Linked DNA regions of Rattus norvegicus: region 2 is linked to region 1. Evidence: chromatin contacts called from public Hi-C data. All regions are on one chromosome and are shown on one strand. The core of a region is the stretch at or near the end of the contact, and the rest is flanking DNA. Distances in the headings are between cores, read along the strand shown. Region 1 has its middle 290 kb from the start of Id2. Region 2 has its middle 570 kb from the start of Rnf144a.

Evidence for each region. Hi-C and Micro-C count contacts between places; a contact is called where the count stands out from the background.
Region 2: a Hi-C map of liver shows a contact between it and region 1, with 2.8 times the contacts expected there. The contact joins two enhancer-like sites. A contact is called at or near these places in 2 of 12 Hi-C or Micro-C datasets (kidney and liver).

The regions. Positions count from the first base shown.
Region 1 is chr6:47,754,519-47,758,326 of GRCr8, forward strand. No RefSeq gene overlaps it. Among named protein-coding and RNA genes, the nearest start is that of Id2, 290 kb to the left of the region's middle. Within about 2 kb of position 2,268, at least 1 of the 93 cell types and tissues checked has an H3K27ac peak or open chromatin away from gene starts, as enhancers often do. A contact at or near this core is called in liver, where this site is marked.
Region 2 is chr6:48,171,552-48,175,583 of GRCr8, forward strand. No RefSeq gene overlaps it. Among named protein-coding and RNA genes, the nearest start is that of Rnf144a, 570 kb to the right of the region's middle. Within about 2 kb of position 2,215, at least 4 of the 93 cell types and tissues checked have an H3K27ac peak or open chromatin away from gene starts, as enhancers often do. A contact at or near this core is called in liver, where this site is marked.

The DNA of each region.
Region 1 (3,808 bases), core at 1,018-3,517:
ATAGACTGGAAATAGGTGTTGCAGAAAGCTAGATCCTGCCTATGGACCCTCTGGGAGGTTTCTTGATGCTGTGCTAGCTCCTGAACACCTGCTCCCATCACCTTAAGCCCTGGGCCCTGCTAGTCATAGCCTTCTCTAGTCGACTACTTCACCAATATGCCGGCAGCAGAAAGGGCCTAGAGCTTTGCCTTTTACAAATCTATTTAGCCTTTGGATGTCTTACTCCAGAAGAGATACTGAGCCCCTACTGCATGCCCAGCACCTGCTACACTTTTGTAGACAGGAGCAAGAAGAGGCAGAACAGACAGTCTTGTCCATATAAGAGCAAGCACAGGCTTGGAGCTGGTATTAACTCAGTTATTTCGTAGTTGCTCTGGGCCTGAGACTTGTCTAAGCATGTGAAGTTGTTCAAGGGTCACATAACCACCTGCAAGTTAATTCTACTGCTCTGTCCTTCACAGAGAAAAGAGGCACAGTTGGTTCTAGGACACACAGCTAGCAGGTGACAGAGCCAGGGTCACCCTCATGTAGTCTGAATCAAGTTTCATGCTCAGTGTGGAACTGTCAGAACAGGTAACCATAATCCTATTATAGCAACTTCCAAGTCTCATGTGTAGGATCTGATTGGGGGGGGGGCACAAGAAAAGGAAGTCTCTTTTCTTGACTGGGAAAATCTCCCTAAGGAAGCCAAGTCTAAGTGCATATATAAAGGAGGGCTGAGTTGGTAGATCCCAAAGAACCAGAGGTACCTGGGCCAAAGGAGCCCTAAGGTATCCTAGGAAGGTTGTGTGTGGGATGATGGTTGGTAAGGGCTTAGCTGAAGAGACAGAGGGTCCATGCATAGCCCAGAGGGCCTGAAAATGGGTCATATAAGGATTTTATCAGGGTAACTTCTACTATACTGCAGAGAAGGGATTAGAACGTAGGACTAATAGAAGCAGAGGCCTTTACTATCATAGCAGGGAACTTACAAGAATGGGGGATGATTTCAGTAAGGGATGGGTGGCATTTTGAACTAGCACTGTGGGAACAAGTGATGGAAACACAGCAAGCAAGCTGGCTGCTGCCAGCCCATGAGGGGATGGTGGCCTCCGAGGACTCTGAGGGACAGGTTAGTAAACATCGTCACAGTTTTAAAGTCAATTGAAAAACTTTCACGGATTTCGGATTCTAGAGACAGCAGATACAATAACCAAATTCTTTGCTTCCCAATTATATTGTTTTACTCTATCTGTTGTCCTGAAGGCACTATGTCCCTCATAGTTATAGGTGACGTGCTACAGGCTGGTGGCTACCACCTGTGTCTCCTCAGCCAGGTCACTTTGGTGTTTACCAGTAGTCTGAAGTTTTCTGAAGTGAGTGGGAATGTAACACGAAGGGCATCAGGATGGTGCTTTCTTTTTGGCACACCTCTGGCCACCACCTTCTGGGGAAAGGGGACATAGAAGAGACCCATTGAGTCTTCAAGTGTCCATCTTGGAATCTTTCGGCTCCACTGATGGCCCATCTCTCCTTTGGAGCCTCCACATAGATTCAGAATATCCTTTTTCGAAGATGCTTGACTTAAGGGTGTTAACTATATTGCTCTTTCCTGCATTTCGCAAACCTCTCTGGGGTGGGACTTGTCTCATTCCTCTCTAGAATGGGGTACAGCATGGAGCTCAGTGTGTCTTTCTGAAGGAATAAGGAATAATGAAGGGATAAGGGAACAGGCAGATAGAAATGACTGTGCTATCCTACACTGACCTACCACACTGTCCCTCTGTGTCAAAGCAGACTTTTGAAGATCATGATAATCCTGGATTTTTTTTCTAGCTATCAGGGCCAGGCAGCCTGATGGCTGAAGTGATAAGACACATCAGTGTCCATACAGCTGTTTGTTGAAATGCTGACTGGAAATACTCTTCGAAATGACTATTTTTCCAAAGAAACCTCTTTCAAAAGATACTGCTTCAAAATGGACTTGATAACTGAGTCCAGAAAAACGTGCCCTCGGAAGGGGGGGGGGGGGACAGTGGCTAGCACATCAAAGACTTCCAAAGGTCGATTGCAAAGGGGAGTCACGTGACTGATCATCTTGGCAAAGTTGTCTTTGTCTTTGTAACTGATCTGCTCCAAGGGCCACAGGGTACAAGGACATCAGATTTGTTTGAAGAGAGAAGCATCCTGTTAGCCTTGGAAATTATTGCACAAAGCCACCAGAGTGCAACTTCCTCCAACCCACTCCTCCAACCCCCACCCAGACAAGGCTGAACATCATACAAAGCTCCACCCCATACCACTCTGATCCCTGTCTGTCGCAGAGGCCGCGTGGCCAGCACACTGGCAGAGAGAGGTAGAAAGACTCCCTTCCCCACTTGCTTAGTTGTATAATTTAATAATCCCTTTGCCCTCCTTTAAGTTCACTCACTCAGGTTTGCTGTGGTCAGTCTTCTAGACTCCAAGGGCCAAGAGATCTAAACGTATCTACTAACTTTGCTATACCCTGGAAGCTTGGGCCAATGACTTCTGATGCTTCCTCACCTGAATAGATGAGCCACAAAACCTGCCTGACTGATTGTCAAGGATTTTCTGTGACTGCAGGAAGTAACTCAGCATAGGTCAACGTGTGTCCATAAACTGAGACTTGTCCTTTTCCGAATCCTTTCTGTTTGAAAGCCTTGGCATTTCTCATAAGGAAACAGATGTCCTGAGATGTTGAGTTATATCCCCATGTCATACTCAGGGACTGGTTGGAGGGTCTGAGAGTGAGATCCATGTCTTATGTGCTTCCCAAACACAGGCACCTTTGCTTGTCCTCATGTATTGGAGTTCTACAGGTAAGCTATCTAATACTTGCAAATGACTGTCACCATTTCAACATAAAGACGCGGTGTGAGTGCAGCCACACCTGTACACATACCTGCTACTACTGAACACAAGGAAGTGTTCCCTACTTTTGTTCACTAGACTGTTGCTAAGCTGGATAACTGTTCTCCTCTGTCATTTGCTTAATGAAATGCCATGTAACCTTTCCCTGTGACCTATATTAACATACAAATAATGAGTATGGTACACGTAGTACTGACTGACCGCCAGAGACTATTCTGTGCTTTCTGTATGTCTTACCTCATCTAAGCCCAAGGGAAACTTCTGCTGGGGAAATACTGTGAATATCCCAGTTTTGTATGGGGAGCTGAGGTACAGAAAAATTAAAGAACTTGCCCAAAGTCTCAATGCTAATGCAGTGAGAGTTTGAGCTCAGGAATTCATTTTAAAATTCACACCTGTTGATAGATAGAGTAAAATGCGCAAGCGCCTTGTGCTCTTGGTCCTCAGAGTGATGGAGGAACATGAGGGGGAATCCAGAGTCATGTTAGATTGCTCTTCATTGCGTCGTCCTAAACCTGACTCAACACCTAGAAGACAAGGTGGCTCGGGAAAGGTGTCCCCGTCGCCATCCTGGGGCTCCACAGGCTGCTGCTCTGGGGATATTCTTCTCCCTTTTGTCCACTTGTGCGGCTGTTCTGCCCCTGTCCCTTCTGTGTGAGGTCACAGCTGTGCGAGCTAGTCTGGTTCTGTCCAGACCTCACCTTAGGGAACACTCCTGCTTTCCCTAAGTTATCAGACCCTGTGGGCCTCCCTACCTTTTCTTTAGGGGAATCAGATATTTTATCAACTGAAACCTAGCAACAGCCCTCAGTGGCCAGGGGGACCCACATTAGCATTTGCTCTGTGTTTCTGCTCTGTCATATGCATAGAGGACAGAGGAGAGAAGCGGAACTAGGGATGCGTGAGCTTAAACAAGTGCTTGGAAGGGAGGTGGGCC
Region 2 (4,032 bases), core at 965-3,464, 420 kb after region 1:
CCACCCATAACAGATTACATGGCACCTTCAAACAGTTCAGGCCACACTGGTATCATCCTTGTGCCAATTGGGCTGAGCTCAGGAAGGAGACAAGCAGTGAGTGGTCCTCCTTTCCAGGTACCCCTGAGTCTCTTCTAAACAGTGATGATGTTGTGTATGTGTCCAGCCTTAGGAGTGAACTTTGTCAGGCACAGCTTTCTGGTGACGCTTGAAGAGTTTCTGTAACCTGTCTTCATAGTGAACATGAAACTTATTGCCGTTAGGAAACCAACCTTCGTCTGGTTTGCATTCGTGCAGTCACTGAGAAAGCCAGCCAGAAGTTGCAATTAAAGGCCCCAAAGACACTGGACTGGACACACTAATTCACTTGTCATCTACATAAGTTGAAAGATGTGTGAGGACCCTAGAGGCAAACTCACCTAGGTGTGAGGAACGCATCCCACCCAAAATCTTAATGAAAAATATGAATAATTCTGTAGTCCTCTATGGGACTGCTACTGTACAAGATGACCTCAGGGTTCTCTCAGCTTCCTGGTATGCTGTGAATATTGGTACAGCCATCTCTACATACTGCCTTCATGATGTGTTCTCAAGTTTCCTCTGATCCTGTGCAGGTGTCCCTCTTTTTAGTTGGTAGAGTACTTGTCTAGCATGTATAGGCCATATCAAGGCAAATACCTCAGCAGGCTCCATGGAATGCCTGTGGGGTTTTAGGAAGGCTGTGTGCTATAGATAGCATAAGGATGGCATTCATGAGAAGAGTAAGAGATGAGGGCCAGAGGAAGAGTTCAGCTTCAAGAAGGCTCAAGACACCCTGGTTTATTTTATTGGCCACTTAGAGATCTCAAACATTCCTTCTAAAAAGGATCCAAGCTGGCTTGAGAGGATCAGCCATTCAATACTTCCCATCCTTAAACTTGTACATGAATAATCATGAATGTGCGTCTTTCCAGAAGATACCTGAACTTAAGGCAACTCACTGTAGACCAGGATATCCCTAACAATTCTGTCCACCAATGCCTCAAGCCCCAACCAACTATCTAGCCATATAATGGTCAAGCAGGGTGGCATCAAGTCTTTGAAATCTGTTATAAGTGTCAGGATGAGTTTTTTGCGGGGAGAGGCTGGAGCTATAACTCAAAGAGTACTTGGCTATCATATGCAATGCCCTGGGTTAGGTCCTCAGAATTACAAAAACTGGGCATACGGGTGTAAGTTTGTAATCCTAGCTTATTGGCTATGGGGACAGGAAGGTGAGAGGTTTAAAGTCATCATTGAATTGACAGCCAGCCTGGCTTATATGAGATCTTTGCTCAGGACAAAAATGAGTGAAGAAAGAAAAGAACAAAAAAAGGAAGGAAGGCAAGGAAAAGAAAGGAAAAGAAAGGAAAGGAAAGGAAAGGAAAGGAAAGGAAAGGAAAGGAAAGGAAAGGAAAGGAAAGGAACCTTTTATGAAGACTTTCTATGATGCCCTAGCTGGCCTGGAACTACTTATCATGTAAACCACTGGCCTTAGATTTGCAATAATCCCCCTGCCTCTGTCTTTTGAATGCTGAGATCACGGTTGTGTATCATTGAACATAGCTCTTACATCTGGTTAGTTTAGAGTCTTGACCTTTGATTTTTAACTGTGCCAAACCAAACATGCATGTAGGAATTCTCTCTCTCTCTCTCTCTCTCTCTCTCTCTCTCTCTCCCTCCCTCCCTCTCTCTCTCTCTCTCTCTCTCTCTCTCTCTCTCTCTCTCTCACACACACACACACACACACACACACACACACACACACACACACAAACACTGTACCGCACTCATGTACTGCCCTACAGTTTGAGAGTATTCTATGTGAAGGAAGCAATGTGGTGGTGGGTTGACTGTTCTATTTTATTCCCTTCTCCAGATCAAATGATGAAATGCATTGAAATATTTTTTAAACGGTAAACTACTGTATGTATATCAAGTATGTCTATAAGTGCACACATATTTATACACAAGAATAAGAGCTGATCCCCTAGAATTCCTAACATCATGTGCCTCCTATTAAAGACTTGGCATTTCTTGAGGGTGCTGGAGGGTGGGAATACACATATGTATTATAAGTCATTAGTAAATTCTGTTAATGTTTCATAGAAACAAACAGACAGTCACACACATGCACGCACACAGGCTACTGGTCCCTTTGGGGGATGTTTGCTCAAGAGTCTGAGCTTGGCTGGTCCCATGCTGTGTCTCAGGGCAGCCTTGCACAGGTGTGAGTGTGGGCGGGAACTGAGTTTCTAACTGAGGGAGAAAATGATAAAGCAAACAGGAAAAAGGATCACAAAAACAACTTTGTTTGATCTTTGGTTCCAAAATAATAGCTTGAGCAGAAAAGGGTGAAAGTGAAGTGGTTTAAGCAATGCTGGGAGAGGAGAACGGGGTCCAGAGAATCTAAAGCAGAGGGAGGGCTTGGCAATGCTCACCTCTCACCACAACGTGCCTTGCGTTTGACACATTGAGTCTCATCGCATGAAATAGCACACATTAGCGTAAGTGCAGAGCTGCCCTGAAAGGTGTTAGAAACCTGCTTCTGCAGTGCTGCTGAAGCCCTTGACTCAAAGCAGCCCCACAGGCCTCTGCCGCAGTTTGTTTCCTTCACCTTTGTACTCTTACGGCTCCAAACTGCAAGGACTGGAGCTCAACAATCGTTTTCCATTGGTGGCTCAGCTTCTGTGAGCTGCATAGCTAAAATCCACTTCTGTTTTGTTGTCAAACTGTAAATCGGCTTCTATGCTGGGCTTATGGGAGAGGAAGGAGAGGGCTGAAATGAACTGCCTTACAGGGGTGGGGGAGGGGAATGGGATAAAAAGCATTCCTGGGGTTTTACATGACCTCTGAAAGCCTCTTCTGCCTGCAAACTTTAAGCCCCAATCTCTAATCAATTAGCTAACTAGCTCCCCCTTTTGACATTTTCTTACAGACAAAAAGTGTACAGTGCCCTGTGAAGCAGGTGGTGCTAAGCTAGCACATAAACCCCTGCTGTTGTTAGGAATAAAAATACAGGGATGCATTAAACCCTTCTCCATGCAGTGTGCAGCAGACATCATTTTAATGATTCGTGCTGCTTTGCAGTCATTTTTTAATTTAAGGATATTTTGAAAGAGCCTATAAAGAAAAGGTGACAGACATCTGAAGAACTAGCGAAAAGTCACTTCTGACTTAAAGAGTTAAAGTCAGCATGAATTTAATCATAGATACAAATAAGACCCCGATACACCCACCCGAGTCATTTATTTTATGTGCTGATGATGTCCTTACATCATTTATTCTGTGTTTGAAATTTTATTTAACTTACTTTTTTTTTTTTTTACTTTTATCTTAAACCGGAAACAAAGAACTACACCGGAATGACAACAAGAGATTTTTCTTTGCCCATAACAAGTGGTCATGTTTTTGTGTGGTTCATCAGGCTAAGTTCAGAGCAAGCAGAGGCCACTATGTGGTGTTCACGTTGTAGAGGCCAAAAGGGGAGAGGAAGTTACCCACGCTGAGGTGCTGTGATGAGGTCTCACCCTCTCTGTAAGTCATTTTCTGGTTGCATATTTGAATCATGAAAAACTTTTTTTTTAAAATAAATTCTTGGTGTTTAGCCTCAATCTCCAGGGCTTTGTTATCCGAGGTCTAGCCTAATATCAACGTTCCAGAGCAGACACAAATACACATCCACCATTGGGGAGCCACTTACTGCCTAACACTGCCGTCAGGCCATCTTCTGACTCCCCTCATTTGCTCTGATCCTGGTTTTGCACCCCACTGGATCATCTTTGGCCTCCAGGGTCTCATGTTCACTTGTGTCTAGCACTGTGCTTGCTGGGGCTAGCAAGCTTGTACAAGCATGTGATGATGTCATCACCTTGGTCCTTCAGTGATGTGGGAGTAAAGCTTCAGTTCTGTTTGGAAGGTCTACTTTGCATCAGAAACAACAAACATTGATTTTTACATATTTCTAGAAGCTGGAAGTCCATTATCCAGCGTGGGCAGGGCTGCTTCTGGAGC